Linked DNA regions of Mus musculus: regions 2, 3, 4, 5, 6 and 7 are each linked to region 1. The links are chromatin contacts, called in public HiChIP or PLAC-seq, Micro-C and promoter capture Hi-C maps. All regions are on one chromosome and are shown on one strand. The core of a region is the stretch at or near the end of the contact, and the rest is flanking DNA. Distances in the headings are between cores, read along the strand shown.

Region 1 (3,827 bases), core at 605-3,104:
ATATACATACACGCGCATTAAAACTAATACAAATGTATCTTTAGAAAGGCTTGTCTTCAATTAAAAAAAAAAAAAAGATTCCCAAGGTAAAATGGCAGATTAGACGTTTCCTTCATGTGACTGAGTAAGAAAAGAGAAAAAAGGGAGAGTAGAGCAATCAAGAAAGTGCGGTCAGGACAACCAACAAGCATGGAATAGAAATGCCATGGGCATGGAGTATATGAAAAACTGGCGACAGCTCCAACCAGCTCCCAGGCCCCTGGGAGCATGAAACGGGAAGCAATGACCACAGGTTGATTCTGAAAGCCTTGTGAAAAAAGACTGCTAGGTCTAACCTCAGAAGAAAAAAAAAAAAAAAACAAACTCACAGTTCTTACAAATTTTATGATGTAAACAGGCTCGACAGCAGCAAGGCCACGCAGAGAAACAGCTAGAGTTTGCCAGACATTACCTTTGTTTTACTATAACATTACATTTTAAGTAATGGTTGCACTCAACAATAGGCCGCCAAAAAAAAAAAAAAAAAAAAAAAAAAAAAAAAAAAAAAACCATCATCCTTCCAAAGGCTTCTGGTGAGCTGTTACCTACCATTTTTATATTGCGCACCGTTACATGTTGCTCCTCGGGAAATTTAAAACTATTTTGAACGAATTAAGTAAATGAAACTAACAAATCACCTGGCTCAGATGTCTGCCGAACTCAGAGTGCCGACTTCTTGGCTAATACAACTTTAGAAATGCAATGTGCTCGCTATGTTCATGAAGCGGTGCTGTGATCTAGGTCTGTGTTACAAACCGACTCCAGGGAGGCTGAGGTAGGAGAGACCTCAAGTTCTAAGGCTAGCCCAGGCTATATAGATATGACTGCCTGCTCAAACCATAAGAATTGAAAATACTGTGGGGGCTTGTTTTGTTTGTTTTGCTTTATTTTGTTTTGGGTTTTGCACCGTGGTTTATATTCTTTTTCAAAGTAGTGCTTCATATCCTGGTGAGACAGTCTTGCGATTCATAAATTGATAGGAATCACTATTTTATTGGTAATGAGAGAAAAACGGTCTAGGAGCTGCTTGTCAAAGGAAAACTAGAAGTGTGCGGGGAAGCTGGGAGGCTGGCCAGAGGTCCTGCAATTCCAGTCTCTCTACTGCAAATGCCTCTATCAATAAGAAAGTAGCCGGGGCCCCTCTCTCGCTTCTCTCCCTCCCTTTCTCCTCTCGACCGCACCCCCCCCCCCACCCCCCACTCTAGCTTTGAAGACTCAGCTCCAACACTTTTATGTCACAGAAAAGAGGGGCAGAATTCTTCAAAGCACAATGTTCGAATGTGCTTAAGCTTTTTCACTCCGATCCAAGCCAGCTTGAGTGCGGCATAAGTTTCCAATGCAGAGTCTACATAGAATCTTCCTGCCAAAATTAGCATCACCAGTAGTCGTGGCCGAGTGGTTAAGGCGATGGACTAGAAATCCATTGGGGTCTCCCCGCGCAGGTTCGAATCCTGCCGACTACGGAAGGGAATGTTTTTTGCCACCGAATGAATAATTTTGGATCTGCAGATTCCCCGATGAAACATACAGCCTGCCAAAGCGACCAGGGGTCGCCACGGGGTGGAAAGAGAGGCTGTTGGGGTGGAAAGAGAGACTGTTTGTGATCAGGCGCCGGAGCGGAGCGGGAGAGGTGAAGGGCAAAGCGGGCCCACAGGCTGCGTGGACGGCAAGGGAAGCGCTCCGGGCACGCAGGACCCACCGACAACATCCGCGGCGGCCGGCCTCAGCGGGTCCCCGGGCCTCGGGACCCCCTGCCACCGCGAGTGCGCGCCCGTCAGCGCCGCGGCAGCGCGCGCGCCCCCCGAGTCGCCCGGAGGTTTGCGCAGGCGCGGAAGGTTGTGGGGAACCCGCTCCCGGGCGCGTCGGTTTCTCGCGTTGCCGTGGAAACCACCGGCCAGCGAGGCTCGGGAGAGAAAGACGCGTCTGTTCAAGATGGCGAAGGACCTGGACGAACTTCTGGATGAAGTCGAGACCAAGTTCTGCAGACTCGACCCCTTGAGGCTGGACCTGGGTGAGCGGCCCAAAGGCGACGGCGGCGGCGGCTCGCACAGCGGCGACCGGAACGGAGCCCAGGAGAAAGAAACTCTCAGGTTAACGCAGGCGGGTGGACGGTTCTGCTACAGCCCTGCTCGGGGCGCCTAAGCCGGCCTCCGCCGCCGCGCGCCCCCGCGGCCTGGGCTACTGTCCTAGCCCTCGACGGCCCTCGGGTCACGGCTCAGACCCCGCCCCTGGGCGAGCCTGAGGGAGCTGAGACCCTACCTGACAGCCCTAACCTGACGTGGATCGGGGTGTCCCTCCCCTGAGACACGACAGGGCCACGCTGACCAGACCCACAGCGTTCTCATCGGCGAGGGGCCCTGACTGCAAATGTCGTGCCTCTCACGCCGTTACCAGGCAACCCTTAGGGAACCGGTAGGCCAGCTGTTAGAAGACCATTTTATTGTCTGATTTGTTTAAGCTCGAGGAGTTAGATGAGAGTATATTTAATTATTAAGAGTATCCATTGCAAATATCTGAATTAAATAAATTGCCCAGTTGCCTGCCATTCCCCGTGTCTCCAAAGTTAAGGGACCCAGCAAATGTCCTATTATATCCAGGTCGAAGTTTAAAGACACTTAAATCTTTGGGGATTTGAACAACAACAATAAAAAGCAGGCGTCGTTGCATTATCCTTTAAAGTGAGATCTTAGGCTCAGTAATAACTCCTGCTAGGACCTGCCGCTTGCCTAGACCATTGGGGGAAAGGCTGGTGTTTCTTCCATTAATGTATAAGGTATTACTTTGCAGTGTTTGCTTTGTGTTTGGCTTGGTTTTGTTCCTTTGTGGTTGGAGAGAATTTGTCAGGCCTTTTCATCTTGGAACCAACATAAAGAAGCTTAGACTGTCTCCACACTGAAAGGATGGCCATTTCTGTGGCTTCTCCCCAGCCATGTGATCTTTCCTGCCTGTGTCTGACTACCAGACTCCACCCACACCCTCCTCTCCCTGCCCCCACCTTAGCACATTTATAATGCCTAAAGTGAATCACAACTGTTATCACTTGTGTTAAACTTTTTATCAGGGACAATGATTAGAAGTTGTGCAAAAAACAACAGCAAATACCCTAAGCCAAGTTTTAAATACAGTTCCTTTCTGGTATGGAATGCCATCACTGAAGTTTTACACTAAGCCAAAGGAAATCATTTGTGAGTTTATGAACAGACCACCTGCTGGTTGCATGGCTTAACTTACCATCTCTAGATGATAGCTGTGATAATAATTGCTAATGTTTACTTCTCTCTGTGCTAAGTCCCCGATATGGGTTACCCCTATCGCCCAATGAGGTGAATGGTGTTCTCTCTTCATTCACCAAATCTAGGTGGCCTGATAGCGTTGGTCTAAGAATGAGTTTGAGGCTCAGCTGGGTAATTTAGTAAGACCAGGTTTCAACTAAATAATACTCATCATCATCTTCTTAGTAATTCATCTGTCTCAAGGCCAGCCTGGTCTACAGAGTAAGTTCCAGGATAGCCAAGGCTACACAGAGAAATCCTGTCTCAAAAAGTAAACCAAAAAAAAAATTCATCTGCTTCTTGAACTTCTTGAATTATATGAGAAAAGAGCCTAGACAGTCTGTCGTCAAAACCAAAGAAGAGTCTCATGGGAGCGTCTCTGTAGTTGGGGCCCAGTGGGACAGACACACCGTTAACCCCAGAGGCAGAGGCAGACTCAGCTCTGAGTGATAGGCCACCCAGGGTTGGAACTGAGAAACCTGAAAGTAATTATTTGAGGTAAGAATTCCCTGTAGT
Region 2 (3,827 bases), core at 406-2,905, 880 kb after region 1:
TACTCCAGAGAAGACAGGAAACAACAATTCAGAAACTCAATCGCATGCAACATGGTTGGCTGGCTTGGGACTTCTCAGGGTTTAACCAATTATGAGTTCGAAGTCAAGAACAAAAGTAGCAGAACTAGGGACACAAGCAGGATCGTGGTCATCTCCTGATAAGAATGGACCCATGGGGGGATTTTTACTCTTATTAGTCACAGGAACAGGAAGAACATAATCCAGGTCTGAATGCTGTCTTTGTTGTAAATCAGATAGGCCTGGTAGGATAGACTGTATTGTCACAGGCTGAGTGACTCCACCAGATAGAAAATCTCTCCTTACTCTGTTTCCTGTGTCTAAGCTGGAATCTATTCATAGACTTGAGAAGACTAGCTGAAGAGATACCTTTAACTTATATGCCCATGTGCCATGGCCCTGGTGGCATGGTATTATTACTGAAAACAACAGCAATCTATAAATTTACCCGTCTATGAATCTGCTTTTCCTAAAGCAAAACAAAAGCAAAAACACCCCCCAACACACACAAAAACTTTGTAGACTTAAAAATTATATTTTACACACATTATTAAAAGACTACTAGGCAAGAAGCCAACTCCTTCCAGAGAAGTTCTGTGAGGAGAGATGCAATTGATTGATTCCAGGAAGTGAATCATCAGGCAGGATGAAGCTATTTGATTTTGTGTCCCAAGGTCATTTTGTCTAGCAGATGGGAAAGCAGAGATGGTCAAAATTTGAGAAGTTCTTGGCCGAGTTAATCTTACTTCTCTAAACACAGTGAGCTTAGCCGTGAGACTGAGGAGGGAGGGCAGTTCCACTGTTAGAGCACCCAGGAAAGCTGTTCAGGAGATCTTAGAGGGAGGGAGCTCCCATTAAGAGTGCTCTGAAGCCAGCAATGGAAGGGAAGGGAAACAGCAGTTCAGGAGACATCCAGACACACTTCAGAAGGTCCCCAGAAACAGGGTAAACTTTGACCTATGTGACCTCTGCCTGGTATCACTTCACATTTTCAAGATGGTTTCCTGGAGGCACTGAAGAGTGGGACTTAGCCATCAGTCAGAAAGACGCCTTGGCTTAAGATGTCTGTGGCAGTAGCTTCAAAACAAAACAAAACAAAACAAAACAAAACAAAACAAAACAAAACAGAACAGAACTGTGTTTGTTGGGTTACCGTGTCTTTCAGAAGTTGGAACAGCCACTGTGTCTTTCAGCATGGCATCTGGGCCATCTACAAAATCACTTGTCAGTGTCTGTCAGTGGGTGACACTGTCAGCAAACTTGGTGCCTTGTAGTTTGGACTTGTACAGAACCTATACGCATACTTGTTGACAGTCTCCTTTGCAGACACTACAATAAGTGATTGTGTAAAATGTTAGCAACCCTCTTTGATGCCACAGAGCTCACACTCCAGAGATAGTTGGATACACACTCAACTTCCTCATTTAAACTTCTTAACTCCTAACTTATTCATATATTTAAAACAACACCACCACCACCAACAACTCAGCAACCAGTTTGAAAGCATGTTTGGTATGAATGGGTATAAAGTAACTTCTTTCCTGGACTGAATGTAATGATACCTTTTATGATACCCAGTGACTCTCAGATATCAATAAAAATGTTGTGGTTAATGTTTGACTGGGGGGGTGGGTGAAGGGAGAGGCTAGAGGAGCAGAACAGGTTGAGGAAGTGTCTCTTAGGGTTCTTCAGCCACAGCAAGTGTCTCCACGGCTGAATGGACGACAAAAACTTCTAAGCAGCATTTCTTACTTACTGAAAGGTAAGGGTGAATTGTCCTCAGTATTCTTCCAGAAGTTTGTAAGAATGATAACTTAGATGATGGGTGGATGGCTTAAGAAGGGCTGATAAATGTATCCCTTGAGGCCAAGTGTGTACAGCTACAAAAGGTGCTTGTCCCTGGTGTCCTTAGCTTTTGGGGAGGACACAGTTCCTTTCTCTAATAGTTATTTCTCATGAGTCTGTATTTCAGACACTCACTGGATGAAAGTGGCTTTTGGTCGAACTGAACTTGGAGTGGAACTAAGGGAACATTGGGTTCTCTGAGGTGTAAATGAGTGTGAGCACCTGTCATTAGGGATCAGCATCTAAAACTGGTCTGAGAACATTTCCAGAACTATGTTGTAGGAATTGGAGTTAGAATCCTAGTCTCATAAGTTGTGGTGTCTCTCACATGTCTTTAGAGATCATTCAGTCTACTTTTTGGAGGAGACAAATCCAGTGTTGGATTCTTAACACTGTCTGGAACGTGGAAGGGTTGGCACAGAGGAGAAAGGAGACTTTTAAAGAAAGCACTAGAAGAAGAGCGAAAGGGAGACCAGTCCCACCTTGCAGGTGGGAAAGGGAAGTTGCTGTGGGGGTGGGGTGGGGTGCTTCTGGTTCCCTTCATAGCAGATGAACTGTCTGCTAATGAGGGATTCTCAAGATATCATATGCGCACTGGGAATCTTCATAGTTTTGGCCATTGCCAGTGTGTTTTGATTACAGGTGACTTTATAGAAATGACACAGATGCTCCCTGTAGTAGGGTGTACCAAGCAAACTGTTTGGGCAATACTTTCTTTCATACTTTTCTATAAAAATGTAAGTAGCAAGTAAGGCATTGTTTAAAAGAAGAAAGTGCACACTGGGATAACAAGAAAAACAGTCAACATTGAGGTGTTCTAAAGAAATAAAAGGACTCCTTTTCTGGAGAGTCTACAGTTAACTGGGGGACATGCATTTTATGAGTCTTTGGGGTTGGTCAGTTGGGTTGGGCCCATTTCATCATTGATTGGCTAGAGCACATGAGGCTGTGCACTTATGTTCTCTGAACCTTAATCTTTTTCATTTAGATAACAGATAATCTGCCCAAGTGGGTGACCATGAGGAACAAATGCATAGGTAAAGTGCTTGCTGTAATGGTAGCCCCTCAGTGAAGGTTGGCTTTCTTTTTCAGGAGAAAGTCCAGATACTGAGTCAGGTCAAGCTGAGGTGTTACTGTTTGCTCTGTAAGAAAACAAAAACAAAAACAAAAACACCCGCCTTGTGCTTATGATTCTCCTGCATGTTAGGATTATATGTGTGTACCACCACAGCCTTCTAGAAAGATCATTCTCTATTGTGTGCGTGTGTGTGCGCGCACACACACACACACACCACACACACATCCCCCCAAGCTATGTTAAGAACATGGGATTGGACATGATAATAAGAATGATAAGATGATTGGGTTCTGATGAATAATATTCAAAAGTCAAAAGTCCCCCAGACAGTTTCCATATAAGTCTTCAGGTTTGAAGATCTGAGGGAAGATCTGAGCTCTGAGGGAAGTCATTGCTGTTGAACATAAATACTGCATTTGCAGTATTTTCTTCTTACCAAGGCCAAAGTTTGTCCTGTGTCCTACTGTCAAAGGCAGGATCCAGAAAGAGAACCTGCTACACTTTTGTGTTGGGAGAGGACTCTGGGAAGCAACCCTGTGCATCCTTTTGTTCCTGTCTCAGAAGGTCCACGAATAAATGCACATATGGGTGTGGAAACACTTAGTCATTTGTTGTCATAAAATTGTGTTCATTCAGAAACTTCTGGTGTTTAACTTAGAATGGGTCTAGCCTTTCTGTGGCCAACTCATTGATTCTTAAACAATGGAAGATATGATGAATTTTCTTACGTGTCTGACCCATCTGTCATTTGTAAGTTGTGATAATGAACATGAATATTTACTTCAATTTGAGGCATATTAACTTACTACAATAAGACAGTCACCCAGTGACTCAATTATTAATTGTATTAAAATATATATTTTCATGTACATAACACTTAACAGAT
Region 3 (3,827 bases), core at 384-2,883, 830 kb after region 1:
CGCCAGAGCAATAGACCTGGGAGGAAATGTGGATATCTGCGTGGAAATGCCTCTCCTCAGAGACGTATTCACAGTTGGGTAGTTGTCTCCCTGCCCCTCCTTCCTTCTCCATCATCTCCCTCATTGTTTCCATCTTTCTTCTCCCCCCCCCCCCCAGTCCTTTTTCCTCATTTTCTTTCTACATCCGTGTCCCTTCCCACCGTGTTAACATTGAGGAAAAACGTGGCTGGTGAAGAGCCGTATCCAGAGCTTTATGGTACCCAGAATAGACTTTAGTTTGGCCACCTAAAGTCTTCCTGAGTGGCCAAACTATAGTCTATTCTGGCTCTGGCTCTTATCTTCCTTGTGCATAAATAAATTTGGGGCTCTGCCTTTGAGACTAAGGCACTCTCCATCTTTCTTATTTGGTGGATTCTACCTTTGCCAGCTTGGTCCCTGACAGACCTGAGGTGCAGCTGGTCACTTGGATAATTCCCAAATCGCATAGATGCCTTCGTGACACCGTTGTAACCACAGAGCAGCCCAGCCACTCCAATAGACACTGGTGCTGGCTGCTTCCCGAGGGGCCGCCAGCCAACCCACAGCAGAAGCTGGCTGGAGAAGCAGATGGATGTGTTGGAAAGGCTAGCATGGACTCTAAACACAGCATGTGGGAAATGCCCACGTCCCCGGGAAATACCCATGTCCTGGGGAAGAGGTCACTTAGCAGTGCAGTTTAAAATGTACTTAAGGCAGGTTTCATTGCAGGGCCTCTTGTTCTCAATCCACAACTGTAGTAAGGGCAAGGTTCTCCAGGCCCACCAGAACCACAGGTCTTTGCAAATCTTAGCAAATGATAGAAGCAGTAGGGCTCTCTCAGGGGATTGAGCCTCCTTGTATCTCCCCATGGCTGGGAAGTCCTGGCTCTAGGCCAAAGTTCCAGCCATGCTGAGCAGCTCGGTTCTGAGATGCGCTGATTGGGGTGTGATTAAATTTCTGATGGAGGAGATTCAGCATTGTGGCCAAAACAGGGGGATGGCAGTGTTTAGCACAAGCTGCTTGGAGCCAACCTGCCCCTTTTCAAGATCCCCTACTCTTTCCTCCGACTCTTCTCTTTTGGATCTCTTCCAGAAGAAGGAAACAAAGCAGTATGTCCCAAGTCAGAGATAAGAAGTCAGGAAGCAGGAAGGGCCTGGTTGCTTCTCAGAGCATGCTCTGAAGGTGGTCTGTCCACTCAGGGTGGCTGTAGCCTCATCCTGGAGGCCGGAGTCCCGCTCACTCAGACGGATCTGTTTTCTTGGCAAAGCTGGACTCGCGGCTTGGGCCTGTTTCTTTCCTCATCCTTTATTCAGACAGCTTACAAGTGCTCTGCTGGGAAGGGCGATTAAGTAGCACTAAGTGTATTTTTCCAGTGTCCACCTGATAAAAAGAAAATAAAACAAAATCAACGATTGAACTGTCATTTTTTTTCTCCCTCACTCCCCTCAAGGGGATAGGGGAGTCACATGACTACGAGTAACTGATTTAGCCAAGTGGCTGCAACTCAGTTTGCTGCAGAGCCGCCCCCTCCCGGCGGGAGCGCTGACGTCACGGAAAAGCCCCGTCGCGGGGCTGCCGGGCGCGCTATAAACGGCGGCGGGCAGCGGAGGCTTCAGGAGGCGGCACTGCCAGCGGACATCACACAGCCTCGGACTGCGGAGCCCGCATCGCAGACGTCAGGCGTTGCAGCAGGCGGATCGACGGCAGACGCCCACCCAGCGCCCAGTGCAGCCAAGTAAGGGGCCATGGCTGAGGGGCAGTCCCAGTGGGAGCCTCTGTGGGAAGGGGCGTTCCTGGTCTCCGAACTTTTTAAGTTAGGAAGGCAGCCAGTCCCTAGACTCCCTAGGTCTGTACCGGGGGTTCTGCCGTGGGAGAAAGAAGTTCAGGCGCAAAGGATGCGCTTCTGATGGGGGTTTCTAAATTCAATTTCGGAGGAGTGTCACCTTACAGATTAGGTGGCCAGGCGGCAGACTTCAAGGTCTGCTGTCGCAAGTCTGTCAACCCAGGGACTGTTTTTAAGACTTAAAAAGAAACCGGCTGGTTCTGGATCGTGGCATAGGTGTGATGTATGGAGTAGGGTGTGTGAGCTGAGCGTGATCCTTGCGCTCACGCGGGGAGCTTGCTGAGTTAAAAACCATAGAGCGGTTATCTCGGGCAGTCTTGGCAGAACAGACTGCCTGTCAGGCAAGGCAGTCTTGCAAGGAAAAAGTTGTAGGAAGTTGTTGAGTGGCTTTTCACTGAGTCTCTGATCTTCTAATTTACGTCAGAAAGGTGCAATTTTTAAAATAAATAATTATATACAGTAAAAAAATCATGGAGTGGACGACGTTCCTTAAGAATGAAGCCCTTTTTGTACAAGTGTGATGTGTCTGAATGTGAGCAGGTCCTTCCCCTCTCAGAAGAACCAGCCTCAGGGCTGCTACGCTAAACAGTTTCTGTAGATAAGAGGGTAGAGCTGAGGCATAGCACTCAAACAGAAACTGTCCCACTCCCCAAATAACGGCCTCTTCAGTCAGGCAGCTGGAGGACATCAGGGCAACCTTACTAAACATGGAAGTTCCCCCAAAGTGCCTGTCCAGTCCAGCCAGGGGAGTGATGTCATTGCCGCGTGTTTCCCACTGAGGCTCAAGACTGCAGGATGCGGGGGCAATTAAGAGCCATGTTTAGACAAGAACAGTTAACCTGGCCAGCTGGTGCCCAGCAGCTCTAACTTGTTGCTGATGGTAATGTCATTTCTGGAGGCAATGGGTTCCTTCCAGCTGCCTCTGTGCCAACTCCCGGTGGGATTTCCAAAGCTCCTTTAAGGACAGAGGGAGCTTATGGGCAATGGATGGATGGTGTTACTGCTACTACAAACGACAGCCTGATTGAGAAGCTAGTTACTGAGTGTGTGTGTGTGTGTTGTTGTTGTTGTTGAAAATTTTGCTTTCTAGGCTTAGGGACAGTTTAGTGGTTGATTCTTACATTAAGAATTCATACCCATCAAATGAAGCACCAAAGACAACTGTGTTGAGCGCCCCTGGGCCTGGCTCATTCTTAATCATATTGCCATCTTTACTGCTCTGATTCCTAGGATCCCGCAATGACTCTGAATAATGTCACCATGCGCCAAGGCACTGTGGGCATGCAGCCACAGCAGCGCTGGAGTATCCCTGCTGATGCCAGGCATCTGATGGTCCAGAAGGATCCCCACCCCTGCAACCTCCGAAACCGCCACTCTACTGCTCCGGAAGAGCACTGCCGGCGGAGCTGGTCGTCCGACTCCACAGACTCGGTCATCTCTTCTGAGTCTGGAAACACCTACTACCGAGTAGTGCTTATAGGGGAGCAAGGAGTGGGCAAGTCCACCCTGGCCAACATCTTTGCAGGTGTGCATGACAGCATGGACAGCGACTGTGAGGTCTTGGGAGGTAGGTGGCCCAGCCCCGGTGGGCTTCTGTCTTGTAAGCAGAAAGAGTGAGAGGGAGTGGGTCATTTTTTCTGCAGAATTGGGAGCCAGGCATAATGGTACACACTTGCAATCCCAGCACCAGGAAGGAAGAAGCAGAAGGGCTAGGAACTCAAGGTCATCTTCAGATACAAAAAGAGTTTGAGGCTAACCTGGGCTATGTGATTCTGTCTCAAAAAAAAAAAAAAAAAACAACAAATTGAAACAAAATGTATCTTTAGGATTAGGAGAACCTATACCTTCTCAATACTGAGATGGTGACAGAGGCCTAACTGCTGGCACAAAGCCTCAAGCACAAAAAAAGACAAGACAGGAGGAATACATGTACGCAGGACCAAATCTGTTGACCCAAGTTATCAAG
Region 4 (3,827 bases), core at 975-3,474, 680 kb after region 1:
ATTCTGTCCAGGATGGCTCTCCCTTACTCTTATCCTGAGCTATCCTGAGCTATCCATTGCAATGAAGTTCTCCAGGCTTTAGGGGAAAGCTTCTGTTTTCCTTCATGTTGTTTCTGGTACATTGTACTGCGGCCTTTGTCGTGCTCCTCCACTGGGAGCCCCTCATGGCAAGGCCCTTTCTCTAATAAACATCATTTCTGAATGGCTGTTATGTGTCCGCTCCTTTGACAAACCAGCCTGCTGTATTGCTCTTCTCTTAACAGTTCTGGGCCACACTGCCTTTAAAAACCAAAGTGTAGTAGTGCATGCCTTTAATCCCAGTACTCAGGGAGGCAGAGGCAGGTGGATCTCTGTGAGTTCAAGGCCAGCCTGGTCTACATAGGGAGTTCTAGGTCAGCCTGGGCTGCACAGTGATACTTTGTCTAGGTGAGTGTGTGTGTGTGTGTGTGTGTGTGTGTGTGTGTGTGTGTGTAGTGGAAAGGGGATAGAGAACCTTATTACATTGTTTGCTTTGTACTTAAAACTGCTACTGACTGAACTTAAAAAACAAAACGCCTATATTTAAATGTTTATAAAGGGGCTAGAGAGATGGCTCAGCAGTTAAGAGCACTGGCTGCTCTTGCAGAGAACCTGGGTTTAATTGCCAGCACCCACATGGTACCTCACACCTGTCAGTGACTCCAGTTCCAGGGCTTCTGACACCCTCACACAGGCATGTATGCAGGCAAAGCAGCAGTGCACATGAGATACAAATAAGCCATAGAAAAATGTCCATATTTAATCTTTGTACCTGTAGCTTTTCAGATGAAGTGAAATGCTAACTATGAAGAAGAAACTTTAGTTCACACTCAGAAAGCTAGAAGAATTTTAGCACGAGGTTGCATAGCAGGGTGACTGCAGAGAGAGTTGTACAGTATATCTCAAAAAGCCAGAAGGAAGGGTTTCCAAAGTTTTCACCCTAAAAAAAAAATAAGAATTTAAAGCGGTAGGTGTGTTTACCTTGATTACAATACATACACAAGTAAAAGCGTCTCATGGTGCCCATTAATGCGTAGAATTTTTGTGTCTATGTCATTTTAACAAGACTATTTACTTATTTATGTGTCTGCCTGTTTGCTTTTTGAGACAGTCTTGCTATGTAGCCCAGGCTGCTCTCTTATGGTGATCCTTCTGCCTTAACCTCCTGAGTGTTGGGATTATAAGTGTGTGCCAGCATACCTGACTTCACCCCGTGGAAAGAGAGGCACCATAGTAGCAGCAAACAACAGCTTTCCACCTGCAGCGGCCGGAGGGGTCTCACCAGAGACCTCTGCTCAGATGAGGCTGTGCTTCTTAACTTTGCCAAAGAAAATAATTTCAGAAGTCAGTGGGAAGCCAAATTTGAGTTAAGAGATGTTAATGTAGATTTAAGCAAGGCTTTAATAGAAACTGCATCGCTAATTGTGTGAGTGAGTGTGTGTGAGTGTGTGCATCTTAAGAGAAAAAAATCACTAAATATCTTACAACGGTCATATACAACACTGGTGGCTTCTGAAGTTAGACTGGTCAAAGGTTTCTAAAAAACCTTGTTTTCGGAGGAAGGGTCTACTTAAGTTTTATGTCTATGGGTGTTTTGCAGGCACTTAAGTTGGTGTACTTCATGTGTGCAGTGTCCAGAGACACCAGAACAGGATGCATTTTAATTGTCAAACGTGTATAAAATCTAGTGAATGACCTTTAACCACTCTCTCTTTTCAAAGGATCTATCTCCAGAATTCTTAGAGCAGAAGGATCAGCAAGACTTTGTCTATCAAGACCTTGTCTACAATACTTTAAGATAGTGTCTTTTTTTTTTTAAGTTTAAAGGAGCTCTTCTCCTTTTCACGAGAGTCCAATAATCACGCATCTGTTTTTATACTCCTAGACCTTAAAAGGGCTTGTAAAACAGGGGCTGCAACTACTGTAGCTCAGTGTCACTTGAGTAACAGGATTTCGTGTACCTCAGTGGTGCACACACTTCTATGATCCGAATCCTAATTTATTGATTTAAGTTGTGAGGCTTATCGCCTCAGCTAGGACCTGAAGACTGAAACCAAATCGGTTCGTTTTAGATCTAGCAGTCAACCGGAACCAAACCTAGACCCACGTAAAAGGAAGTGCAAAGGTACCTGCAACGGTTGTCCAATCAGAGTCGGGGGCGGGACCAGCACTGCACGCCGTGGTGCGCATGCTCGGCGCCCGGCCCGTGGTTGGCTGTAGGAAGGCGGGAAGCTCGAGCTGGTCGGCGGCAGGCGTTGGTACCTGCTGCGGGGCGCTCGCGATTTCGGTCAGCCTGCGGGGTAGGTCTCTGCAGCGGAGGCCCGGGGAGGCGCGTGCGGGGCCTGGTGCAGGATGGCGCGGGTCCCGGGGAGCTGGGCGAGGCGGCGGGAGCGCCCTCGCTGGCTGGGCAGGGGGCAGGGGGGCGGGTCCTGCGGGCCGAGCGATCTCGGAGGCCACGGCCCCCGAGGCCGCCTGGGGCCAGAGAACATCAGGTGTCAGCCAAGAGCTTGTGGAACCATCTAGCACCTCCCCTAGGCGAATTACCCACCCACTAGTTCTCTCTCGCCCTCTCTCCGCTCCTGGTTTCAACAAACAAACAAAAACACACCATTTACATTAATTATGGAGGATTTTGTAGGTAGGTAGATTGGAGTCCCAAAGTCTAAGGGGAATTTACAGTATGAAATGGAAATCTTATTACCCAACGTGGCTGGAAGCCAAAAAGCAGAAATAGCAAGGCCTGTTGCTAGCTGTTGGAGTTTTATTTATTTTCTTGCATCCTAGAAGTTGCCACACCCTCTTCCCCATGTAGTCCAGAGGAAGGCAGAGATTCTGGCTATGATTCTATAATCCCTCTTGTCTTTCCTCTCCTGGGACCTTTGTTGTTTCTGATTTCATAGGATTTTGTGGATTAAACAGGCAACAGTAATTATAAGTAATAATATTACAGAAAGTATTTGAGTACTGTGTGTCAAGCTTTGTTCTGAATTCTTAAATTAATCTCACCGTTGCATAGTCGTATGCTTGAGTGTGATTAAGAGTGAATAAGACACAAGAGGAGACACGGATTTAAGCTAACTGCAGAATCACCTGCTGGGAAGGTCATTGGTGCACAGTTATTAAGGCAAACATGATGTGCTCCAGATATCAGCCTGGGCTGGCCGTTTTCCTTGGGAGACCTAATCTCAGCCGTAGCGTGTTACAAGCCTCAGAAATCGCAGCATTTCAATAGAGCTGCCAAGTGGCTTTACATCTAGGGCCTGTAAAAAAGGTCTCAGCAAAACTAGTTTACAAACCAGCTAGAGCCGGTCGGAGATGGAAGATCTCAAGTTCAGAGCCAGTCTAGGATCTATAGAGAGCCCTTGTCCTAGAAAACAAAACAAACTAGTAAAGATGCTAATATGTTTTGGGAAATAAACTAATTTCTGTAGTTCACCTTTTTAAAAAAAAGATTTATTTTATGTACACTGTAGCTGTCTTCAGACACACCAGAAGAGGGCATCAGATCCCATGACAGATGGTTGTGAGCCACCATGTGGTTGCTGGGAATTGAACTCAGGACCTCTGGAAGAGTAGTCAGTGCTCTTACCCGCTGAGCCATCTCTCCAGCCCCTGTAGTTTACTTTTAAATGCATCAACAAATTAGATCAACAAAGCACCAGTTTCATAATTTGCTTTAAGGTTGTGCTTGTAGTGATGGTTTGTATTTGAAGAAACCACAGAGCATGACGTCCACCCAAATCTTTTAAATGAGTTAAAATTTGCATCAGATAGTTAATGTATTTCATTTTAACATTAATGAAATTGAG
Region 5 (3,827 bases), core at 640-3,139, 670 kb before region 1:
CGTGGAGACCTGTGTGATGCTCAGCTGCTCAAACTCACCACACCACAGTCAAAGGCATATTTTCTGGACAGCAGACAGCCTCAGAGCTAAGCAATGCTACAGCTGTTCTTGCCCCACAATCCATTGATTAGAAGACATGATATTTTAAAGAGGTATCAGTTGTCTCTCTGTAACCATTTGTGAATTGTAGCGTGCTTGCATATTTTATTGGTATTTACTGTGTTAAATGAGGAAACAAAATAAACTAACAAGTACCTGCATTTAACAAAATGATCAAGAAGTATTGATCTCCTAATACCATAGCTTCACACTAGGACAATAGTAAATTCTACAACCCATCCCCACACTCTAAGAGTCAGGAGCCCATACAAATCCCATAGAGAATCTGCACAAAGTAATCTGGTCAATGTTATATACCCTAGCAGTTGCACATTTATTCAACATCATGATCCCATATATGTGTGAGTATATATATATTGAATGTGGATCATTCTTTCATACAATATATCCCAATCACAGTTTCTCTTCTCTCAGCTCTTCCTAGCTCCCCACACCTCTCCTGCCTGCAGATCCACCTCCCTCCCCCATGGTTTCCTCTTCAAAAGCTAAGCAAGGACAAAACAAGATATAATAAGACAAGGTGAAAGCCAAACCAAGGGGAAGAAAGAAGTTTCAAGCGTAGGCAAAAGGATCAGAGATCTACCGCTTCCCACTATTAGGAGTCCTATTAAAACAGCATGCTAATAGTCTTAGCATATACACAGAGGACTTGGTGTAAACCCATGCAGGCCCCATGTTAGTCACGTTCATCTCTGAGCCCATGTGGCCTGCTTAATTGATTTGGTGGCACATGTTATCCTGGTGTCCTCTATTCCTGCTGACTCCTATAATCTTTCCTCCCCACCTTCCATGGGGTTCCCCAGTATCCAAGGGAAGTGACCCAGTGAAGTCCTCCAATTTAAACTCTTTCCAAATAATGTCTGGCTGTGGGTCTCTGCACTTGATACCATCTGCTGCTGAAGGAAACCTCTCTGATCACAAGTAGGCATGGCACTGATTTATGAGTGAAGCTGAATATCATTAGGAATCACGTCTGTTTCTGTGTCTGTCACTGTGTGTGTGTGTGTGTGTGTGTGTGTGTGTTGTGACTCTACCCTAGGTCTCTGAGTATCCAGTCTCTGTTTCCTGGCCAACCAGGCAGTGTAGGGCATGTGCTCTCTCTCATGGTATGGGGCTCAAGAAAAAACAAACGTTTGTTGACCACTTCCACAAGTCCTGCACCACCATTGCCCTAGCACATCTTGCGGGCAGAGCAGATTGTAGGTGAAGGGTTCTGTGGCTGACTTGGTGCTCAGGTTTCTATTTCTATAGCCTACAGAGTATAGCAAAAAATCTAGAACATAGGGGTGAAGGCTCCAAGCCAGTACCAGATCAACTGCTCTGTGTTCAATGGGCTGAATAAAAGTTGCTCTCGGCAATGGACCCTGCTGTCAGTTTTCAGAGAGAGAGACCTTCTGTCCTAGCATCAGCCTGGGTTATTTGGGGATCCCTATGGGACTGTTTTGGCCAACAGTTCAACTGAATGTAACCCAGAGTCACCACTGGAAGTCATGCCTCACCACAAAATAATGCCTGTACCAGACTCTGTATCTTCCATTACTAGGAGTCATCACTAGGGCCATCCTCATAGATTCCAGGAAATTTATACTACACTAGGGCTCCACATCACCTCCATATTCCCCCCTCCAGTCCAGTTGTCTCTCCCTACACTCTCTCCTCTTTGCCTATTTTTTCAATGCCTGTTTAAAATCACTCAAAATTTAACAGTTTGAAGAGAAATCTCTAACAATATTGGCCTGAACTTCTTCACAGATACCCCATCTATGTCTTCAAGAGTCTTTGAGACAGCTTTGCTCTCCTTTCGAGAGGCGTCTGTCTCTGCATAGATGCAGAAGTCGTTTTTATTCTTTCTTCCTTTCAAATGACATTTCCTAGTTTTATGCTGTATTCCTGTGCTGGCTGGAGACAGCTCAGTAGCTAAGAGCACTTACTGCTCTCGCAGAGGACTGGCGTTTAGTTCCCAGCACCTACTTTAAGCAGCTTACAACTGAAGTTGTGTAGAAATCCATGTCAGGATTTGGGATACCAGGCTGGAGGTGAGTGGGGCTGTGTTGAGGCAGAAACACACCATGGGGTCCTGCACTGAGAAGGTGCAAGTGATTCTTTTAGGCTGGCCCTGGCATCCACAGTAATTGCTAACAGACCACATTTCCCCCTGGCTGCTATTCACCCCTCCCCCAGCTCCTAGCATGTTAACAGTGTGCTTTATTTCTGAGTTATTAAAAATTACATCTTTTTTATATTGATTCTTGACAGTTGCCAGCTGACCTCTAATTGTTTCCAGGTCTGAGGTTTCAAATGTACTGATTTCCTTTTTGATATTTTAATCATTTTCTGTCCCCTGCTCACTCTCTCCCCTGCTGATTCGCCTTGTCTTTGGAATTTCTCAAACCCCAGCTTTCTTTTTCCCCCTCTTTAAATGTTTCTTTCCATTCTGAAGGGCACTAGTCATGCAGTGGACGAGCACTTGCAGTCTCCATGGTCCTCTGGCTCATTTTGAACAATCACTGTTCACAACACAAAGTCTGGACCAGGAACTTTCCTTTCCAGGACAGAACTGCACTCAGCTTCCTCTGGGAGGCCTCTACAGCAAAAAAGCATGCAACCTCTTTAGGTCAAATGATGCTTGGGCAAAATGAATTTCTTAGCATTATATCCAAGCAGACTCTGGACTAAGATGGTTGTTTGTGGGGATGTGTAAGAACAGTGAATTAAATTTGACTGCTTTGGTAACAATGGAATTGGAGTTGACATGAGTTAAAGCAAGTCTACCTCAATGAAGGTGTAAAAGATTCAATGACAGCTCGTTTTAAGAGCTTAGCAAATGTGTGCATTGATTTGATATCTTGTCCTCAAGTGCTTGAGACAGCTTGTGGGTAATACCCAGCAATGAATAAATAATTGGTGAGTTGAGTATTATTTTAACCCTTTCCCTTTTTATTCATTTGACAATTTGAGAATGAGACACATTTAGTAATATTTAGCAGGAAAATCCCATGTGCCTACTAAGTGACTTTCTCTTCTTGATATCTATTGGCAGTTCCTCTTTATGGCCCAAGAATATATCCTAAATGATATCCTAACACTTTCTTTAGAAGCACAGACATGTGTCTAAGTAGACAAATTCAATGAGTGAAGATGAAAGGGACCTTGGAAATGACTAGGTTTAACACTACAGCTGTTACCATGGAAGTAAAATAGTTTTCATTAGTCCCATAGATCTGTGGAGAAAGACTATCAAAACATGGCTGAATTAATTAAAACCATCTTTTAAAAATTCATGTACACAGGCTATCTATCTCCCCTTAAAGCAGGGTTCAAGAGACCATCATTGGGCATGAGGAAAGTGAGCGTTTTTAGAGCTCAGGAGAAGGTGGTTTCCAAATGAGTGATTTGGCAGGCATGTGGGGGTCACATTAACTACCATTTGTAATTAAGGTTACAGGTGGGATATAGCCCGATCCTTCAGAAACACATTTCCTCATAAACAGGAATGAATTTAGTTGGCTTTTACTATTAGATGGCTTTCAAGCCCAAACTGGAGGCACATGGCTTATTATTTTCCCCCGAAGAGTCTTGACTACACAGAATGCTTGCATGGCCACAGAACATTTATCCACAGAACAAACATCTGTTGAGAGTACAATTACTAATTTTCTGGTAATTCTGATCTATGGTACATGCCATAAGAGAAGATTTTCCAATTC
Region 6 (3,827 bases), core at 752-3,251, 580 kb after region 1:
GCTCTGTTTCATACCCGTTTTGTCATACTGATGAACGCCTGAGAGAATAGACCGGGAAAGCCTGTGGGCATGACACTATCCAAGACAAGTAAAACTGGACTGCCAGGCTGGGAGCACATTTCAGCAAAGTGCTTGTCGTGCTTGTCCCCAGCAACCACATTAAAAAGGCATGGTGACACCAGGAGACAGTAGCGGTAGCACAGGGCCTTAATCCCAGAACTCTAGAGGCAGAGGCAGAGGCAGGCAAATCTCTAACTTCGAGACCAGCTTGGTATAAAGAGTGAGTTCCTGGACAGCCAGAGCTACACAGAGAACCCTTAACTCAGAAAATAACAAGAAAGAAAGAAAGAAAGAAAGAAAGAAAGAAAGAACAAAAGAAAGAAGGGAGGGAGGGAGAGAGGGAGGGAAGAAGGAAGGAAGGAAGGAAGGAAAAAGAAAGAAGGAAGGAAAAAAAACCACAGGCATGGTAGCACATACTTGTAGTTCTTGTGTGGAGGAGGCAGGTAGAACTTCCTGGGAAGGGAGGAGGGTGGGACAGAGGGAGGGGGGACAGAGAGTGATGCAGATACAGACACAGACAGACAGACAGACAGACAGACAGACACAGACAGAGACAGAGACAAAGAGTTTAGATACATATTTAGGCTTCAAAGTCAACTACCTACCTAAAGTAGCTGCTTCACCCCTGCTGATAATAGTCTTAGAGTTTGCTTCCCTCTCCTGGCCAGATCCAGTCAGTACACTGCGGTGATTCCCAGGCTGCTTTCGTGGCTCTAAATCCTTACCATCCTTCTGTCGTTCTCCTTTGAGGAAGGTCTTTATCTGTCAGAGAGCTTCAGTTTAGAGATTTCTTTCCCTTTCCCTTCCCCTTTCCCTTCCCCTTTCCCTTTCCCTTCCCCTTTCCCTTCCCCTTCCCCTTCCCCTTTCCCTTTCCCTTTCTCTTTTTCTCCTTTTCTCCTTCTTTTTCTTTTTCTTTTTCTTTTTCTTTTTCTTTTTCTTTTTCTTTTTCTTTTTCTTTTTCTTTTTCTTTTTCTTTTTCTTTCTGATCAAGCATTCTGTCCTAAACTTTAGGACAACGTTAGCATTTTGGTTTGAATCCCATAAGGACGCAAGTAGAAGACAAGGTTTGAGTGCATGAAACATTGAGACAGTGAGACCCACAGGAACGTGCCAACATCAGCCAGTGAACTGGGAAATAGAAAATGATCGCTGACATCCGTATTTTCAATTTCTTGAGGAACAAGTAAAACACTGTGCTTATTTGTATTTTGTTAAGGAATATCTGTTTAGTCTTGTGATTTTTAAGTTGTAAACTTCATGAGTGCAGGAGTTTGCTTGTTTGAGACAGAGGCTCCCTAAATAGCCTAGGCTGGCATCAAACTCACAATCCTCCTGCCTCAGACTCCCATTGTTGAAAATTACAGTCGTGTGCCCAATAATACCTAGGTAGTATAATAGTTTTAAAATAATATAAATATAAATAATATTAATGTTCTCACTAGGTAACAAAGCAACTTAAGGAAGGAAGGGTTTAATGTAGGCTCACAGTCTACCATGGGTGGGAAGGCACCCAGGCGGGGACGTGGACACATGGTGTTTGATGCTAGGACACCCAGAGGAGAGCTAATGTTCAACTTTCTTTCTTTCTCCCCACCCCCACTCACCCCAGGACACCAGCCGTGGACTGATACTTCCCTCATGTAGAGTAAATCTTTCCAGCTCATTGGACTGAATCTAGAAACCCCACGTTCCCCCAAAGACATGCCCAGCGTTTGATTCCTAGATCCTGTCGACAGTATCAACGCTCATACTAGCGGTCCGGAATGTTAGATACTGGTCACCTAACTCTGGAACCTGATTTCTCATCCTATAGAAAAGCAGTTAGTCAGAAAGCCCTGACTAAACTCAAGTGCCAAATCGCAGCAGTGAGATGATGAGGAGGCAGGAATCCGAGCAAGGGCTTCATTGTTGTTGGCTGTAACTGGTGAAGGGGCGTAGCTTGGGCACTGGCCAATCTGAGGCAAGGAGGAAGCGGCCATAGGTGAATGAATACAGTCTCGTGTGGCAAGTCCTGTGGGGAAGTGAGTGTGCTTTCTTTCTTCCTAGAGCCTGTGACCAGCCCTCAGGGAGATGACATGTGCCGCAACATTCTTTCTGTGACCCTGTGCGGGCAGTGGTGATACACGCTCATGCTTGGTCCGTGCAGGTCCTCTGAGCTTTCCTGCATGTGGCTCCTCTGCCAACCCCTCTCCTCAGTCTATCTATGCAAGACTGGCTTCTGATCCCACGAGTCGCTTATTAAGTGTAACTGTGTTATGTAGTTCCTTCACCACACCGCCGATTCTCCCTCGGGACTCTGTTTGCTTTCTTCCTTGTGGCTTTTAATTTTTAATTGAATTTATTGATTTTCATAATAGCCTGTTTGAGCTTTTGTATCAAAGTACCATAAATTCGATAGGTTATAAGCCATAAAAAATTATTTCTCACCCTTCTGGAGCCTGGGAGTCTGAGAACAGGTTGCAGGCCACGCAGGATGGGGGCTTCGAAATCTGGAATTAGTATTCAATGAACAGGATAGCCAAGAGGAAGGCTGGAAGCTATTTCTTCTGGAGCAACTCCCAACAGATAGATCATGCACAGGAAAGTGAGTGCTAAGAAAATGGCCTTTCCTGCAGCTAGGGAGATGGCTCAGTGATTGAAAGAACTTACTGTTCCATTCCCAGCACGAGCATGACGGCTCACAATTGTCTACAACACTAGCTCTGGGGGATCTGAGATTACTAGGTCCACACATGGAACCTGCACATACACACATGTAGGCATACAGGTAAAATACAAGTAACATTATGCAGAGCAAGTTACATTTAGGAATGTGTATGTATCTACACATACATATATGCAATATATATGTATGTACCCATACATATATGCATATAGCAACAATTAATTAAAAAAAAGAGGCCATGAATTTGAAAGAGAGCAAGGAGGGACATGTGGGAAGGTTTGGAGGGAGGAAAGAGGAAGGCAAAATATTATAATTATACTCCTAAAAATAAAAGAAATAAAAAATAAATATTTTTTTACAAATAAATAGAAGGCTGCCTTACCTTTTGAACTACCACCCTGCTCCATAGCTTCTTTTCCCTTTTTCTTTCTTTTTTCTTTTCTTTTTTTTTTCTTTTTTTTTTCTTTTGAGACAGGTTTTCTCTGTGTAACAGTCCAGGCTGCCCTGGAAACTCTCTCTCTCCCTCTCTCTCCCTCTCTCTCTCTCTCTCTGATTTATTATGTATACAACATTCTGCCTCCATGTATGGCTGCTGATCAGAAGAGGGCACCAGATCTCATTATAGATGGTTATGAGCCACCATGTGGTTGCTGGGAATTGAACTCAAGACCTCTGGAAGACTCAGTGCTCCCAACTGCTGAGCCATCTCTCTAGCCACTTATTTTTTATTATGACTTGTCCAGTCCCCCCAATTAATTGAGGCAGAACCCTAAGGATTTATTTAGCATGCTTTACTGGGCAATTACCCCTATACCATTTTTCTATCCTAGACTGGCTCTTCCTAAATAACTTGCTATTTGAGTCTCGCCTCGGCTGCTCCACCAGTCTGTCCTCAGGATGCACTTCTCCTGGCCCATCAAATAGAAACCTCCTCCTGTCTTTTTTTTTTTTTTTAAAGATTTATTTATAGCTGGGCGTGGTGGTGCACGCCTTAATCCCAGCACTTGGGAGGCAGAGGCAAGCGGATTTCTGAGTTCAAGGCCAGCCTGGTCTACAAAGTGAGTTCCAGGACAGCCAGGGCTATATGGAGAAACCCTGTCTT
Region 7 (3,827 bases), core at 968-3,467, 510 kb after region 1:
CTCGGACGCAGGACACCAGGGTAATACCACAAAGAACCCTTCCCCAGGAACCTCCTCTTTTCACCCAGGCAAGGGAGCTTTCCAACCAATCTGCAGTTTTTGTTCGGGAGTTGAAGTCACTTCCCAGCAGCCCCGATATTCAGGATGAGACTAATCGGGTCACTTTTAACAGATTGCTTTTAGATTACATCATATTATAGTATTACTTTTTCAGTGTTTCAGGTTTAAGGAACCCATATCCGATAAACAAGCGGGGTAATGAATAAGCAGAATTCTGTAAGGCGGCTGGTTATCACCTTTCTTTAGAAAATACTCTAGAAATAAAATACTCTAAAATAATTCCTTTAACTGGAAACTGGTGTGCTACGGCGGAGGCTGGGAGAACGCAGAGCACATTTGCCGCACAGGTGTTGAGACCCGCCCTATTCCGGAGTCTAGCAACCGTCAGCACCCAGAGCAGTTTTTAGGTCACCTCAATTTCAACCGGGGATCCCGCCAGCTCCACGATGACCCAACAAACAGCCCCACAGGTTTGTACATGCAACCACTCCATGGGATCCCAATCAAGGCAGTAAAGAAGTAATGAGGAAGCTAAGCTTTTGGAAATTGGCTAAAATCAGGCGGGCACTCAGGTGCAAACCAAATTACAGCCATAGCTAGCATTAGCGCGGTATGACTGAGGGTCTACCCCTCTACAGCACTGCGCCTCCAACCCCAGGCGAGCTACAGACCCAGATACCAGGAGAGACTGGGTGAGCTCGGAGCTGGCACTGCAACTTCGCTGGCGGCCCGTGAGGTAAACCTCGCGCGGCGGATTCTCCTGCCCAAAGAACTACTCAGGAGGCAACAGGAGCTCGAGCCCATCTCAATCTCGAGACCCTGGGGGCCGGGAAGTCAAGCACCGCAGCCCTCCCCCGCCCCCCGGCCGGACTCCCACACACAAGGCTGGGAACCTCGCCACCCCACCCCAGAAACAAGCAGAGGCCGCCCCACGAGGGCGTGGAGCCGCAGGGTTGGGTCGGGTCGAGTATGGGGGCCACCTGGATGGGGGTGGGCGGCGTGGCCTGGCCAAAACTGTCACCTGTCGGAGGGCTTGGTCCAGCTGCGGCGCGGAAGACAGGTTTTCGGCGTCTATTTTAGTTTCTTCTTTACAATCCTCTGTCAGTTCCAACTGATCCGGTCTAACTAGTACTTCGTGCAGCTGTCCCACCTCGGGGAATAAGGGGTAGAAAACAAGGGGTCGGTTTCCCCCCTTTTCAATTTGGAAATCCTTCCTCCTCCCTGGCTTTTCCTGGACGGCTCGAGCTCTACAGGCACCTAACAGCAGAATCAAAGCTCCCTAGAAACCCAGGGATCTGGTCGCCCCACCCCCACCCTACCCGGATCAAGTCGCCCAGGCCAAGGAGGGGACCCTAGCGCCCCGGGGACCACCAGCCTGGCATAGGCGTTCTGCGACTCTCAGAGAACGCGGCTCGGCAGCGAGAGGCCTTTTTCTACCTGAGCCAAGTTTCAGAAGATTTAAACGGCTCCAAGGTGGTTGGCCAACAGGTTTGATTCTGCTATGGATTCTCTAGGCCTCGGGGCCCCGCTTCATAAGCGTGCAACCACTTAAAGAAAAGTGAAGAAAAGAAAAAAAAAAAAAAAAGGAAAGGGAAAAGAAACCGACTACCCTTTCTCCAACTTTCTTCAATAAAGTTGTTGCCCCGACTCCTCGTTTGGACCAGAACATAGTAAAGTACCTTCTTGTTGGCCAAATCCACGACTTTCCATAACAGCAGGATCAGCTCCTTCTCATCCGAACCCAGCTTGGCTCCGGTGGCCCCAGCAGTGATCCCAAAAAGCACCACCAAGTAATCCGGAGACGCCGTCATGACGATAGGTGGGGAGGGGGAGGAGGGGGGCCGGGAGGCGGCGAGGTGGGGTTGGAAGTGAGAACGAGAAAACCTGTGCTAAAACCCTCTTCCAAGAGAAAAAGAAAGCGCCCACCCCCCTCCTCGAGGCCGCCAGGGCAAAAGGCGGTAACCTGCCACCCAAGCCCACACCTGGCCGGCGCTCCACACCCTGGGCAGGAAGGGGGGTGGAAGGAGGGAAGAGCAGGCCTGCCCTTTTTGTATCCAATTGCTGGTGCGTCTAAGAAAAAACCCAGGAGCCGGGCTGCACCCCCGGGAGGCGCGCGCAATGGCTGAAAGCTTTTCTGTTTTGGGATGTGGCTCTACCTGCCCGCCCCTTTTCCCCCCTCCCCCACGTGGTGCAGGTAAGAGACACCTGGCGGCGCCCGGCCATTGGCTCCTTCAAACCACGACGTGGCAGCGGTGGGAGGGGAGCTGGGGGAGGGAGAAGAGAGGGCGGGAGACAAAGGCTGGATGAATGGGGAAGCAAGGGCTGGGGGAAGGGGAGGGAAAGAGAGAGGCGGGGAAGAGCTACTTGTCACCAGGAGGGTAGCCAAGGCCAGACCAAGGGGCGGGGGGCACGACGACGAGAAGGGTCCCTGCTCGAGGACGCAGCGTTGAGGGATTTGGAGGGTTGGCTTGGCCGAGGGTGTGTGGGGGGGGGGGGGGGAGGAGAAGCTGAGGGGTCGCGCGAATGACCAAGGTGCCTAAAGGTAAAAGAAGGCCAGAGGTGAGGCCCAGGGCGCGGCGCGTGGGAGGGACGGGTCTACGGCTGCCCGGGAAGCTGGTGCGGGTAATTGCGGAACCCGGCAAACGCCGCTCCTGAGCCCAGCACACCTTTCTGTGCAAACAGCCGGAGGAGGGTGTCCTGCTGGCCCTGCCCCTCACGGCGCGGGAGGCTGGCATTCGCTCTCTCCACCTCGGGGCGAGCCTCCGCCCCCACCCCCGAGCCGCAGAACCCGACGCTTGGCTGGCTAGGCAGGTCCTGGGATGCAATCACAGCCCTCGAAGCAGCTGGGGAACCTCGGGAGGAAGGACCTGTAGCCCCTTCTCTATTGCTATAATTGTTACATCTTCGTCGTGCTGGCTGCTAATTCGAGACCGGAACACCCTCTAGGACGCAGACACAGTTAACTGTGACTTGCCTTGGCTAAGAAGTACATCTGCCCCGCAGCCCTCATAGAGATTTTTCAGTCAGGCCAAACGCACTTTTCGTTAAATATCCTGCCTTTTGTTCTTGGAGCGTGTGACTTGGCCAACTTATGCCCATAGACTCCTGCGCCTCCACCACCAACCACCCCAGCCCTGCCACAAGCCACCAAGAGCTATATAAGGTTATGTTGACACTTTAGAAAAGTGCCATCGGTGGAGTTCCCTCGAGTTTTCTGTTTTAAACCGGTCTATTCTTAGGAGCCGAATTCCGTCTGAAATATTACTCGTTTGGCGCCCGGTGTGTGGCCTTGCATATCCTTGCAGTGAAAAGAAGCGGCCACACCCTTGCAACCGCAGGAACCTATTGGTACTCTCCTGGGGGACCCTTGTCAGGACAACCTAGAGACTACGCTTTCCCAGCGGGAGCTGACTCCCGGGAGTGGGGAGAGGAGTCGGAGGCCCGCGGCGCGCGTTTCCCGGTAGGATGAGGTGCGGCCGGAGACGGGGGCCGGCGGTGCAGGTGGCAGCCGCGTCCGGGATCGCAGGCGGAGGCCTGGCTCGCGCTCAGCTCCCGAGTCCCCGGGTGCCTCTCCTGGCCCCGCCCTAGCCCCGGTGTCTCCGAGCCTGCCTCCTTGTCCCCTGGAGTCGAGGGGGCTGGGACTGGGCGGGGAATCTGGAAAAACCACCCAGATTGCATTGCAGTGGGCGAGGCCGCTTGGAGGAGCCGGTTCTGCGGAGCCGCGTCGCCCCAGGGCTCTCTAGACGTGACCATCTCGGTTGCTCGGC

The links. Promoter capture Hi-C pulls out the DNA fragments that hold promoters and counts their contacts. A called contact is a pair of places that touch in the nucleus more often than the background predicts. HiChIP or PLAC-seq counts read pairs in DNA pulled down with a chosen protein or histone mark.
Region 2: an H3K4me3 HiChIP or PLAC-seq map of bone marrow-derived macrophages shows a contact between it and region 1, with 3 times the contacts expected there. The contact joins the promoter of Cdh17 here to the promoter of 2610301B20Rik in region 1. A contact is called at or near these places in 1 of 484 Hi-C or Micro-C datasets (pre-B cells) and 2 of 115 datasets of contacts at active chromatin or transcription factors (bone marrow-derived macrophages and pancreatic cancer cells).
Region 3: a contact with region 1 is called in a FOXA1 HiChIP or PLAC-seq map of pancreatic cancer cells. The contact joins the promoter of Gem here to the promoter of 2610301B20Rik in region 1. A contact is called at or near these places in 2 of 115 datasets of contacts at active chromatin or transcription factors (pancreatic cancer cells and thymic regulatory T cells).
Region 4: a promoter capture Hi-C map of pre-B cells shows a contact between it and region 1, with 2.9 times the contacts expected there. The contact joins the promoter of Rad54b here to the promoter of 2610301B20Rik in region 1. A contact is called at or near these places in 5 of 39 promoter capture datasets (the C10 cell line, fetal liver, hematopoietic stem and progenitor cells and 2 more), 2 of 484 Hi-C or Micro-C datasets (CD4 T cells and pre-B cells), 3 of 115 datasets of contacts at active chromatin or transcription factors (bone marrow-derived macrophages, large pre-B cells and memory CD8 T cells) and 1 of 9 other capture datasets (liver).
Region 5: a promoter capture Hi-C map of cranial neural crest shows a contact between it and region 1. The contact joins the enhancer-like site here to the promoter of 2610301B20Rik in region 1. A contact is called at or near these places in 2 of 39 promoter capture datasets (cranial neural crest and second pharyngeal arch cranial neural crest), 4 of 115 datasets of contacts at active chromatin or transcription factors (embryonic limb bud, epiblast stem cells, forebrain and 1 more) and 1 of 9 other capture datasets (embryonic stem cells).
Region 6: a promoter capture Hi-C map of pre-B cells shows a contact between it and region 1, with 5 times the contacts expected there. The contact joins the enhancer-like site here to the promoter of 2610301B20Rik in region 1. A contact is called at or near these places in 2 of 39 promoter capture datasets (neutrophils and pre-B cells), 3 of 115 datasets of contacts at active chromatin or transcription factors (embryonic stem cells, large pre-B cells and pancreatic cancer cells) and 1 of 9 other capture datasets (liver).
Region 7: a contact with region 1 is called in a Micro-C map of embryonic stem cells, with 5 times the contacts expected there. The contact joins the promoter of Esrp1 here to the promoter of 2610301B20Rik in region 1. A contact is called at or near these places in 1 of 484 Hi-C or Micro-C datasets (embryonic stem cells), 2 of 115 datasets of contacts at active chromatin or transcription factors (bone marrow-derived macrophages and pro-B cells) and 2 of 9 other capture datasets (adipose tissue and liver).

The regions. Positions count from the first base shown.
Region 1 is chr4:10,872,644-10,876,470 of GRCm38.p6, forward strand. It overlaps 2610301B20Rik (RIKEN cDNA 2610301B20 gene), which reads left to right and starts at 1,855. Exons shown (of 6, transcript NM_026005.3): 1 at 1,855-2,129. The coding sequence starts at 1,972. It overlaps n-TSaga9 (a tRNA gene), which reads left to right and starts at 1,421; the gene lies at 1,421-1,502.
Region 2 is chr4:11,756,502-11,760,328 of GRCm38.p6, forward strand. It overlaps Cdh17 (cadherin 17), which reads left to right and starts at 1,656. Exons shown (of 18, transcript NM_019753.4): 1 at 1,656-1,780.
Region 3 is chr4:11,702,814-11,706,640 of GRCm38.p6, forward strand. It overlaps Gem (GTP binding protein (gene overexpressed in skeletal muscle)), which reads left to right and starts at 1,634. Exons shown (of 5, transcript NM_010276.4): 1 at 1,634-1,753; 2 at 3,092-3,428. The coding sequence starts at 3,101.
Region 4 is chr4:11,556,696-11,560,522 of GRCm38.p6, forward strand. It overlaps Rad54b (RAD54 homolog B (S. cerevisiae)), which reads left to right and starts at 2,225. Exons shown (of 15, transcript NM_001039556.3): 1 at 2,225-2,318. LOC115489931 (predicted GPI-anchored protein 58) reads right to left here and starts at 3,124. Exons shown (of 3, transcript XM_030253962.1): 1 at 3,109-3,124; 2 at 2,148-2,597. The coding sequence starts at 3,124. Gm35693 (a long non-coding RNA gene) reads right to left here and starts at 2,131. Exons shown (of 3, transcript XR_390401.4): 1 at 1,980-2,131; 2 at 1,219-1,336; 3 at 757-958.
Region 5 is chr4:10,202,157-10,205,983 of GRCm38.p6, forward strand. No RefSeq gene overlaps it. Among named protein-coding and RNA genes, the nearest start is that of Gm35008, 56 kb to the left of the region's middle. Within about 2 kb of position 1,890, at least 3 of the 459 cell types and tissues checked have an H3K27ac peak or open chromatin away from gene starts, as enhancers often do.
Region 6 is chr4:11,453,295-11,457,121 of GRCm38.p6, forward strand. No RefSeq gene overlaps it. Among named protein-coding and RNA genes, the nearest start is that of Virma, 31 kb to the right of the region's middle. Within about 2 kb of position 2,002, at least 163 of the 459 cell types and tissues checked have an H3K27ac peak or open chromatin away from gene starts, as enhancers often do. A contact at or near this core is called in pancreatic cancer cells and pre-B cells, where this site is marked.
Region 7 is chr4:11,384,566-11,388,392 of GRCm38.p6, forward strand. Esrp1 (epithelial splicing regulatory protein 1) reads right to left here and starts at 2,218. Exons shown (of 16, transcript NM_194055.3): 1 at 1,740-2,218; 2 at 1,082-1,210. The coding sequence starts at 1,871. It overlaps Gm35631 (a long non-coding RNA gene), which reads left to right and starts at 2,567. Exons shown (of 2, transcript XR_390400.3): 1 at 2,567-2,619; 2 at 3,300-3,827. RefSeq lists an enhancer at 2,458-2,487.